Regions from separate parts of the Mus musculus genome. Here region 2 is linked to region 1. A link is a contact called in public HiChIP or PLAC-seq data. All regions are on one chromosome and are shown on one strand. Each heading gives the region's core, a stretch centred on a gene start, on an enhancer-like site or on the middle of the called end of the contact. The rest is flanking DNA. Distances are from core to core; before and after follow the strand shown. Region 1 holds the start of Calhm6 (calcium homeostasis modulator family member 6). Region 2 overlaps Dse (dermatan sulfate epimerase).

Region 1 (4,654 bases), core at 998-3,497:
AAGAAGATGACACCATGAAAAAATCCTGATCTGGGCTTGGCTTCTAGCCATAGATGAAAAGAGGGGCTCTCACTACACTTTGTCCAGCTTTAGTGCTAGGTACTATGGCAGTCTCTGTTGTGTATAGCTAGGAAGGCAAGTGGCCTAAGAAAGGAATAAATGTTTCTTGACCCATGTCAAAAATTTATACTTATTATATGAGACAAAGCCAGCCTAGTGGCTGGGAAGATAATTTATTGTGAACTATCTGCCACCCCCGTTCTGTTGTTCCCCTCGGGGCATCCAGTCTCCTGGGCTGTACTAGAGGAAATGTTGCTTAGCTAGGGTGAGTACAAAATAGGATCTCAGCACTGCGTACGTGAGAAGCAGCCTTTTAGGGAGACAGTTTCAGCGAGACAGCTCGTTTAATTGTGGGGGAACAAAGGCTATTATTTGGGGAGTTGGATAAAGGCTTTCTGGGTGAGTGTACATCATGGGCCAGGGTCAGGGTGCTGGAAATGCTTTATTTGCATGAAGAGGAATTCCACGTGCTTGCTGGACATGTCCCTATAAGGAAAGAGGAAGTTTAACCTGGCCACCAGGCTATGTGGCCACTTCAAGGGTGGCAGAGGTATAGGGTGGAAGGCTATATGCACTTGGATATGCAGATCCAGGGCAGGCAGGGAGCAGTCCTGCTCCTGCGGGTCTCAGAATGAGATTTTGGGGGTTGGGACATGCCTAGGCCTCTCTGGCTCTGGGCTGGTTCCCCCGGTTGCATGGCTCCCTCGCTTCACAAACTATCTACTCAAGCTCTGTGTGGATGCCATCCTTGTGTTGGGCTAAGGGCCATATGAATTATTTTGAGTAGTACGAAGTGCCTGTGCCTATTCCTTGGCCTAAAACTGTGAACACATTTGGAGCCTTAAATGATATGCAATAAAGTTAACTGTTGTACATTCTCAGGGAAAAGGAGAGTAAGTTGTAACCTGCCAAACTGATCACTCTTTCTGCCATGTACATGCACCAAATGCAGTTTTCTCATCAGCTGCTGGACTTACAGAATGCCTGAGCTCAAAGCTCGTGCTCTTTCTAGCTTTCTCCACTTCATTGGGAGTTATGAAATAGTAGAGTTCAATGTCACAGCCTTGCTTAGAGTTTGTATCAGAAGAACTACCAGGAGGGGAATGAAAACAGGAGTCATGTTAGATGTAGCTTCAACTTAAAAACTGTTTGGTTTAACTAGCATTCTGCTTTGGTTTCTGTGCTGTTGTTGTTTGTTTTGTTTTGGAACAGGGTTGGTCTCACGGTAGAGTTTTGGCTGCCCTGGAATTCCAGATATAGATCAGGCTAGCTTTGAACTCACAGAGATCCACCTGTCTGTCTCTGCCTTCCCAATGCTACGATTAAAGGCTAGGATTAAAGACATCTCTCACTCTCAGTTTTACTGTGGTTTAGCTTATGAAAGAAAAATGAAATGTTCCTGTTTCCTGTAAATGTTGTGGGTTTTTGTAACTGGGACTTGGCTTTGGCATTAGGGCTGCTGCAATAGAGAAAAATTCAGAAGTTTTCCGAGCTTGGTCATCTGCCTACACTGTAAGAGGTCACTTTGGGTTGGAGGAAAGCAAAGAAACAGAACCGGAGTTTTCTTGAAAGCGTTCCAGAACTGAGGGAGTCATGTGACTGGGACCTCAGCCTTCTGCTCTGTCCTTTGCAGTTTGGATCCTGGAAGGCTGGCTAGGGGCTAAGAAAGAACGAAAAAGGAGCAGGCATGCAGACACAATGAGGCGGGGGTCAGGTGGGTCTCCCCTTAGCTTGTATATTAGGTACAGCACGGAAAAGGGGTTAGATTGGGAAGCCATCTCTGTAGGGCAGAAGTCACAGCCTATAAACTTCCAGGAGAAGGCTGCAATTGCTAGTTTTACATGCACCGGTCAACTGTTTATAAACATACTCAGACTCCCAAGGACAGCTTTGCTGTTACTTTTGACTGTGACCTGTACGGGTAATGGCTCCTGCGAATTTACATGGACCAATCAGTCTCACAGGCTGCCCATGTTGAGATACACAGTCATTCAGATCTTCTCTTTGCTCAGGACTTTTCTGCTCCCTACAGTCTTGGGATGTGGAGTGGATCTTAGGAGATCAAAGATCACAGGGACTTTATTTGTGGGACTTTACCAGAACTGGTGTGATTGAAAAAAAAGAAAGTGAAACCCGGAAGGGTTTCCTTTTTGAAAGTTGCTTCAAAGCACGATGTAAAGTACAGTACACGGTTCACTCAACCTTCCTGAGAAGCAGAGCCTGTGGGGTGTCCAGTGTGAGCAGAACCCATGGAAAAGTTCAAGGCAGTGCTGGACCTGCAGAGAAAGCACCGCAACGCCCTGGGCTATAGCCTGGTGACCCTACTGACGGCTGGTGGGGAGAAGATCTTCTCCTCAGTGGTGTTCCAGTGTCCCTGCACTGCCACCTGGAACCTGCCCTACGGCCTGGTGTTCCTGCTGGTGCCTGCCCTCGCGCTTTTCCTCCTGGGATATGCGCTGAGCGCGCGCACATGGCGCCTGCTCACCGGCTGCTGCTCCCGGAGCGCGCGATTCAGTTCGGGGTTGCGCAGCGCGTTCGTGTGCGCCCAGCTCAGCATGACCGCGGCATTCGCGCCCCTCACCTGGGTGGCCGTGGCGCTGCTCGAGGGCTCTTTCTACCAATGTGCTGTCAGCGGGAGCGCGCGCTTGGCGCCATACCTGTGCAAGGGCCGCGACCCCAACTGCAATGCCACGCTACCGCAGGCTCCCTGCAACAAGCAGAAGGTGGAAATGCAGGAGATCCTGAGCCAGCTCAAGGCTCAGTCTCAGGTCAGGCTCTGGGAGCGATGGGGAGGCTCAGAGGCGCGAGGAAGTCAGTGACTTTTCTCTAGACCAGGGACTGAATATTTAAATAGGGAAATTTGTCCCCTCAGTAGGAGCCGAAGTACTTTTTATGTTATTCTTTAGTGTTTCCTTCCACTGTGTAGCAAAGCCTCAGGACAGGTGAATTTTGTATATTCTGGGAAAACTAGAAGCATTATTACATTAGAACCTATCTTGCCAGCCCCAAACACACTATCCACACATTTAGAAAGCCCCGGGGCGCGGGAGGAGGAGATGCTCTTTATAATGAGTACCCTTTCTAGAAGCCCCACATTTTCAGTTACAGGGGAGTGATACGTGAGCTCTTTTTTGTATATTTTACATGACTTGGACTAATGGACTATTGTTGACTTTCTAAAACAGCAGTAGGGTTGTTGTACTGTGTTGTGTGTGTGTGTGTGTGGTGGAGGATAGTTTTTTTGTTTTGTTTTTTTCTTTCTTTCTTTTCTTTTCTTTTTTCTTTTTTTTTCGAGATAGGGTTTCTCTGTTCAGCCCTGGTTGTCCTGGAACTCAGGCTATAGACCAGGCTGGCCTTGAACTCAGAAATCTGCCTACCTCTGCCTCCCAAGTGCTGGGATTAAAGGTGTGCGCCACCGCCGCCCAGCTGGTGGAGGATAATTACTACCAACAGTTCTTTTTCTAAAGGGCTTAAGACAAGACTTGTTCACTATCAAAGCTGGTAAATAGTTTAGTAAATACTTTATCTCGGGCTTTTAAATTTTTATAATGTCAAAAGTCACTAAGTTGCCTTCCTGTTTTGTTTCCTGTAGGTGTTCGGTTGGATTCTGATAGCTGCCGTTATTATCTTACTTCTTCTTGTTAAGTCTGTGACCCGATGCTTCTCTCCGGTTAGTTATCTGCAGTTAAAATTCTGGGAAATCTATTGGGAAAAGGAGAAGCAGATTCTTCAAAATCAAGCTGCAGAGAATGCGACACAGTTGGCCGAAGAGAATGTTAGATGTTTCTTTGAGTGCTCGAAGCCGAAGGAATGCAACACTCCAAGCAGTAAAGACTGGCAGGAAATCTCAGCGTTGTACACATTCAATCCCAAGAACCAGTTCTACAGCATGCTGCACAAGTATGTTAGCAGAGAAGAAATGAGCGGCAGTGTCCGCTCTGTGGAAGGAGATGCAGTGATCCCTGCCCTTGGCTTTGTAGATGACATGTCCATGACTAACACTCACGAACTATGATCTTACACAAGAACAGAAAAAAAAAATGTTTTGAATTGTTGCTTTTATATAAAAAAATAAATATTGGTATATTTTAAGGCTGTTTCTCCCAAGTTTTGAGACTTAATTCTGAAACTGTAACAAACTTTTAACCTTTGTATTATATTGGTTTTTTTTCTATTATTTATTTGCTTTACATCCCAATTGCAGCCCCCTCTTTCTGCCCAATCCTCCTGTCATATAGACCCTCCTCCACTGTCCCCTCCCCTTCTCCTCTAAGAAGGGAACCCCACCCCACCCCCACTGGCATATCAAGTCACTGCAGGACTAGGCACATCCTCTCCCAGTGAAGGCAGACAAGACAGCCCAGTTAGGGAAACAGGATGCACAGACAGGGAACAGAGTCAGGGACAGCCCCCTCTCCAGTTTTTGGGGAGCCCTCATGAAGACCAAGCTGCACTTCTGCTACATATGGGGTGGGGGCAGGCCCTAGGTTCAGCCCATATATACTCTTTGGTTAGTGGTTCAGGCTCTGGGCCTTCCCCAAGGGACCAGGTTAGTTGACTCTGTTGGTCTTCCTGTGGAGTCCCTATCCCCTTG
Region 2 (4,654 bases), core at 1,218-3,717, 44 kb before region 1:
GGTGGAGGCACCCAACTTGTAGCACTACTAGGAGTGGTGGGAACATTAGGAGGTAGGGCCTAACTAGAGTTTGAGGAAATCTTATAGGACAGGCCATGAAAGACTATCCTGGAACCCCAGCTCCTTCCTCACTGCTTTCCAGATGACATGGCATGAAAGTTATACTCTACCATATAGTTTCTAACACAGTGTTCTCCCTCACCACAGGTCAAAACCATGGGACCAGTGACCGGCTTTAAACTAAAACTATGAGCTAACTTTTTCCTTCAGGTGATTCTGTCAGGTATTTTAGGATATTATGGAAGGCTGACAGAGAGTTCAATCATTGGTGAATGTCTTGGTGTTTATTGTTTTTAGGGGCTCCTCACTACAGCTCTCTCTGCTCCCAAATTCATGCTCTCCCACTCGGCACGTCACCATTTGGCCCACGCTTGTTTCTTCCCCCACTTCTTTCTTGACTCACCTGAGTATAGCTTGTTGAGGCTGGTTTTGTGGTTATTGAACGAAGGGAAACACTTTAGGAAGTCTTTTTAGAAAGGTTAAAAAACAAACAAACAAAAAAGATCCTGTTGTCACATTCACCACAAAAACATGCCCATTCAGAATGAGCAGCTTTTCTGTCATCTTTTGTCTTTTAAGCATTTTATGACTTGAATTGTTTGACATTGTTATCTCCCCTGGCACTGCTTGAGCTGTCATCTTCCAGTCTGCCCTGGACTTAGCAATAATACGTTGTCTGGTCCCAGGAACCAGACTCCCAATAGCTTTCCTTCCAAGTCTATCAGATTCCATGACTGGAGTTAACTGCTTCCTCCATGATACGGCTCCAGCCCTGTATCTAGTCTACTGCAGTTATCATGGCTGGTTCTTTTTAATTCAACATATTGGGTTGTGCTAGGAACTAGAGTACACACTTGGTTATTTGACCATGAGTGTATGCCCAGTCCAGAAACCTCTACCCTGACAGTGCCTTTCAGACGCTCCATAGGATGTCTCACCTGAAGTGTAATTTTGGTTTGTGTGTCGTTCTCCATCATTGGCCTATACCCTTACTGAGGGCCCTGAGAACCTAATAGAGTATACCTGCTACAGACACCACTAAGTAACCCTGAAAGCAGAAATGATTTTACTGTGAATGAATTGGTTTGCCTGGAGCAGAAATCCTGAGTCTTCCTCCAGCTGTGAATGTAATTTGGTGCCTTGTACACCATAGCTGCTCATACCCATTTGGTGTCACTTTCACTCTGAAGATCCGCATGTCACCAACCTTTGGCCTAGTCTGTCAGCCTGTAATAACAGAGACACCGTACTGCACAGGGGCGGTAAGATAGTCAGGATTTGTGGATCTCTGTTTCTTCCCAGGGTCTCAGGTTTCTTTTCTTTGTAGTGCTCTTTTCCCAGCCCATATTCTCTCTTTCCAGAACCCCTGAGCCTTAGTTTCTTATCATCTTATACTGTGTTCCCACTGAAAAGCTTTAGTGTGTTCACTTTAAAACCACTTCCTCCCATCTATGCAGAGAGTGCTTAGTGGTGTTAGATAGTGGGCAGTTGTACACCATTGCAGGAAATGACTAGGACTCCAGAGCCACATTGCTTGTTATTTAATATTGAGTCCAAACTGGGACTCTAAACATATTATTTGGCTCCTTTAGATCAGTTCCTAGTCCTAAGTTGGAGGTAAATACGTTTGTCTCATGTTGTACTTCAGAGGATTTGTTGAGTTAGTGAGACATTGTTGTTATAAGTTTGTTCTTCCCAATTGCAGTGAACAACCAAGTTGAAATATTCATGCAGGGGGTATTTAAAAAAAAAAAGGTGACATGTACCAGAGAATAAAAACTTGGAAGAGTTTGGGACCCCTATCCAGCAGTCTGAAGGAGAGTAAACAGTTGCCGTGGGTGAAGGCTGACCAGCCAGTGAAAGATGTTCATGCTGGAATTACATAGAGAGTATGGGTCTGTGTGGAAAGCCCCTGGGTCTATGTGGAGAGCCCTAAGGAATGTGGATCAATGTGGAAGGCCCAGGCACTATGGCTGTGTGTGGAGGGCCCCAGAGACTGTGGGTTTCCTTTTATGTTTCCTTTTTTTTTTCAACACAGACAATTTCATTTGTAGTAAGACATTTAATTATGTCATGTAAGTTAATCATCGATATACTCAGTTTAAAGCAGTTTGCTAAGTATCAGACATCAAGAAATGTAAGCACGAGTTATCCATCTGTTATGCCTAGGGTGGTTTGCTTTTCATAGAAGATTAAAAACTAATGAACAATATTAATGGAGATGACAATATCGTCAGCCAACTTAAAGCACAATGGGAAGACCCAAGAGGTGTTTGGCTGGGGCCTGAAGCATGGGGGAAGACTTTCTAGCTGGAACAAGAACAAAATCGTGACTCATCCAAGAGGTGGAAGGAGAGCCATGTTGGACTGTCCCAGGCAAAAGTAGCTGACGCACAGCTGGCTGACAGTGCAAGAAAGCAGAGTGCCTTTAAGGAACTGAAAATGTACTATAGAAAGGAGAGGCTAGCTGTGAGGTTTTGAGTCTTGGAGTTTTTTCTCAAGAGCTCTTTGAGGCCAATGAAGGGTTTAACGGAGCAGCAACATGGTCGGATATGTGTGCATGTGACCTTTTCACTGTAAAGTAAAGATCATCAAGTTAGCAATGTTTATGGTGGCTATAAGTCAAAAACTGGGAATCCCAATCACAACTAGTCTATCAGAGACAGACAGACACACTCACACACACACACAGAGGGTGGGGGGCAGTCATATCTTATCATGCTTCCACCCAATTCAACAAGAGTCTAGACATTATACAGAGTCTTTGCTTTGTTTGGGGGCATGAGGTGTCTCACTGTTTTCTGGTTACATCTTGAACTTCTGAAGTGATTCTTCTGCCTTAGCCACTAAGCACCAGCATTGTAGGTGTGTGCCACCACATCCGGCTTTAGTCTGTTCCTTCTCTGAGGTGTATGTGTTGGGGGTACACGCTGGAGGCGTACATAACCTTAGGTTATGCAGAGAAGCCTTCTACCCCTGAGCTACACTCACCCAATCTTTGCTCATTTTAAACTAAGTCTCCCCCTGCAGTTTGTTCTGTGCCCCTTTCTTTTCTTTCCACTTTGTGGAAGAACTTGGACTGTCCTGCATATCTTCTCACAATCTAAATGTTGCTGGTTATAAACCCATGGAGGTTCAGTGAGTACCTCCACTAGGCGCTGCAGCTTCATTGATTCAGTTCTGATCTCACAGATGTATGGGCTATCTTGCATTCTGAAATAAAAATAGCTAGTGTTTTCTCATGTAGCAATTTGTGTTTTTAGGGTCTCTGCTCACTTATAGGAGCAGGTGACAGAGGCAAGCCAGGATGAGGCCTTTGTAAGTTCATCCAGCTTAGAGCCTGTTGTAGGAAAGAGATGATAATTTCAACTGAGAATTGACAGCTGTATCTGGGCCTGGAGTTAGGATAGACCACACCACTGAGCTTACAATACTTAACACTGTTGAATATGGTGAGCTTTAATGTGCCTGCACACCCTAGAGACATCGCCCCAGTCACAGTTCTCAGGCTTTGCTTTCACTACTTCATATTTGCTAATGTGTATATTCCAATTATTTGTGTGTGTTGGGGGGATGTTCCTGCATACATACATACATACATACATACATACATACATGCATGCATGCATACATACAGTTCTCACCAGAAGAAATTATGAAATGAGGAAATATACCTTTAAATGCAATATGCATGCTTTCTGTAGATGATGAAACAATGTTTAGAAGGAAAGTTCAAAGGTCAGATTTAATTAGGGTGGTTTTGTAGTAAGTCACAGCTGGAAGAATGAGAAGAAAGGTCAGGCAGTGAAGCCACATGGGCACCCTCAGATCCTTTTCTGTAGCTGAAGGAAAAGAAGACATCATGCCGTCTCCACCTACAGGGAGCATGGAATCAGGGAAATCAGATGGATTCTTGATGAGCTGTAGGCAGAGATTTGAGCTTGGAGTATTGTGGTGAGCATATGTTAGTAAATTCAGGATTCCCCAGCTGTGAATGTACAAGAAAAAATCCAGAGAAAGGGAGAGAGGAGAATATATAAAACCAACACGTATAGCTAAGAGCATATCATATATTAACTCCAGTCCTGTTAAAGTATTTTGTGGTTGTGGTTGTGGTTGTGGTTGTTGTTGTTTTGTTTTGTTTCATTGCTATAGACTGACCCAGAGCCTTGTACTGGTTAAATCTTTAAAAACTATGTGATGTTTATGAAGGATTTACCTTGGTTGACGATTGATGTGGAGAACCCAGTTTGATGGCATGCCACATGGTCAGAAAAGAAGAGAGAATGTGATTTCATTTAACAAGGAGGTTAATTTTTATTCTCAGTGCTACTAGATCTAAATATTAGGTATCTTTAGATTTAAAACTTGGGAAATGTTTTTAAATCTGTTTTGAAGATAGTTTACAAATTTGATTCATAATTTCCTATCACTTTAAGTTTGTTTTGTCAATATGAAATAGCATAATCCAAAAATACTTTTTTATGATTCACAAGGGAAAATTCTTGCTAGTCCTTTTCCTATGATATTTTCAGTGATGGTTGATAGATAGGTAGGTAGGTAGATAGATAGATAGATAGACAGACAGACAGAC

What was found. HiChIP or PLAC-seq counts read pairs in DNA pulled down with a chosen protein or histone mark.
Region 2: a contact with region 1 is called in a BATF HiChIP or PLAC-seq map of CD8 T cells, with 19 read pairs. The contact joins the enhancer-like site here to the promoter of Calhm6 in region 1. A contact is called at or near these places in 3 of 39 promoter capture datasets (the C10 cell line, cranial neural crest and maxillary cranial neural crest), 1 of 15 datasets of contacts at CTCF or cohesin (CD8 T cells), 5 of 484 Hi-C or Micro-C datasets (CD8 T cells, macrophages, nephron progenitors and 1 more), 2 of 115 datasets of contacts at active chromatin or transcription factors (CD8 T cells and embryonic stem cells) and 5 of 9 other capture datasets (adipose tissue, bone marrow-derived macrophages, embryonic stem cells and 2 more).

The regions. Positions count from the first base shown.
Region 1 is chr10:34,125,565-34,130,218 of GRCm38.p6, reverse strand. It overlaps Calhm6 (calcium homeostasis modulator family member 6), which reads left to right and starts at 2,247. Exons shown (of 2, transcript NM_175449.4): 1 at 2,247-2,828; 2 at 3,653-4,152. The coding sequence starts at 2,310. The coding sequence ends at 4,075.
Region 2 is chr10:34,169,699-34,174,352 of GRCm38.p6, reverse strand. The region is part of intron 2 of Dse (dermatan sulfate epimerase); the gene reads left to right. Among named protein-coding and RNA genes, the nearest start is that of Dse, 35 kb to the left of the region's middle. Within about 2 kb of position 2,467, at least 88 of the 459 cell types and tissues checked have an H3K27ac peak or open chromatin away from gene starts, as enhancers often do. A contact at or near this core is called in CD8 T cells, adipose tissue, bone marrow-derived macrophages and 1 more, where this site is marked.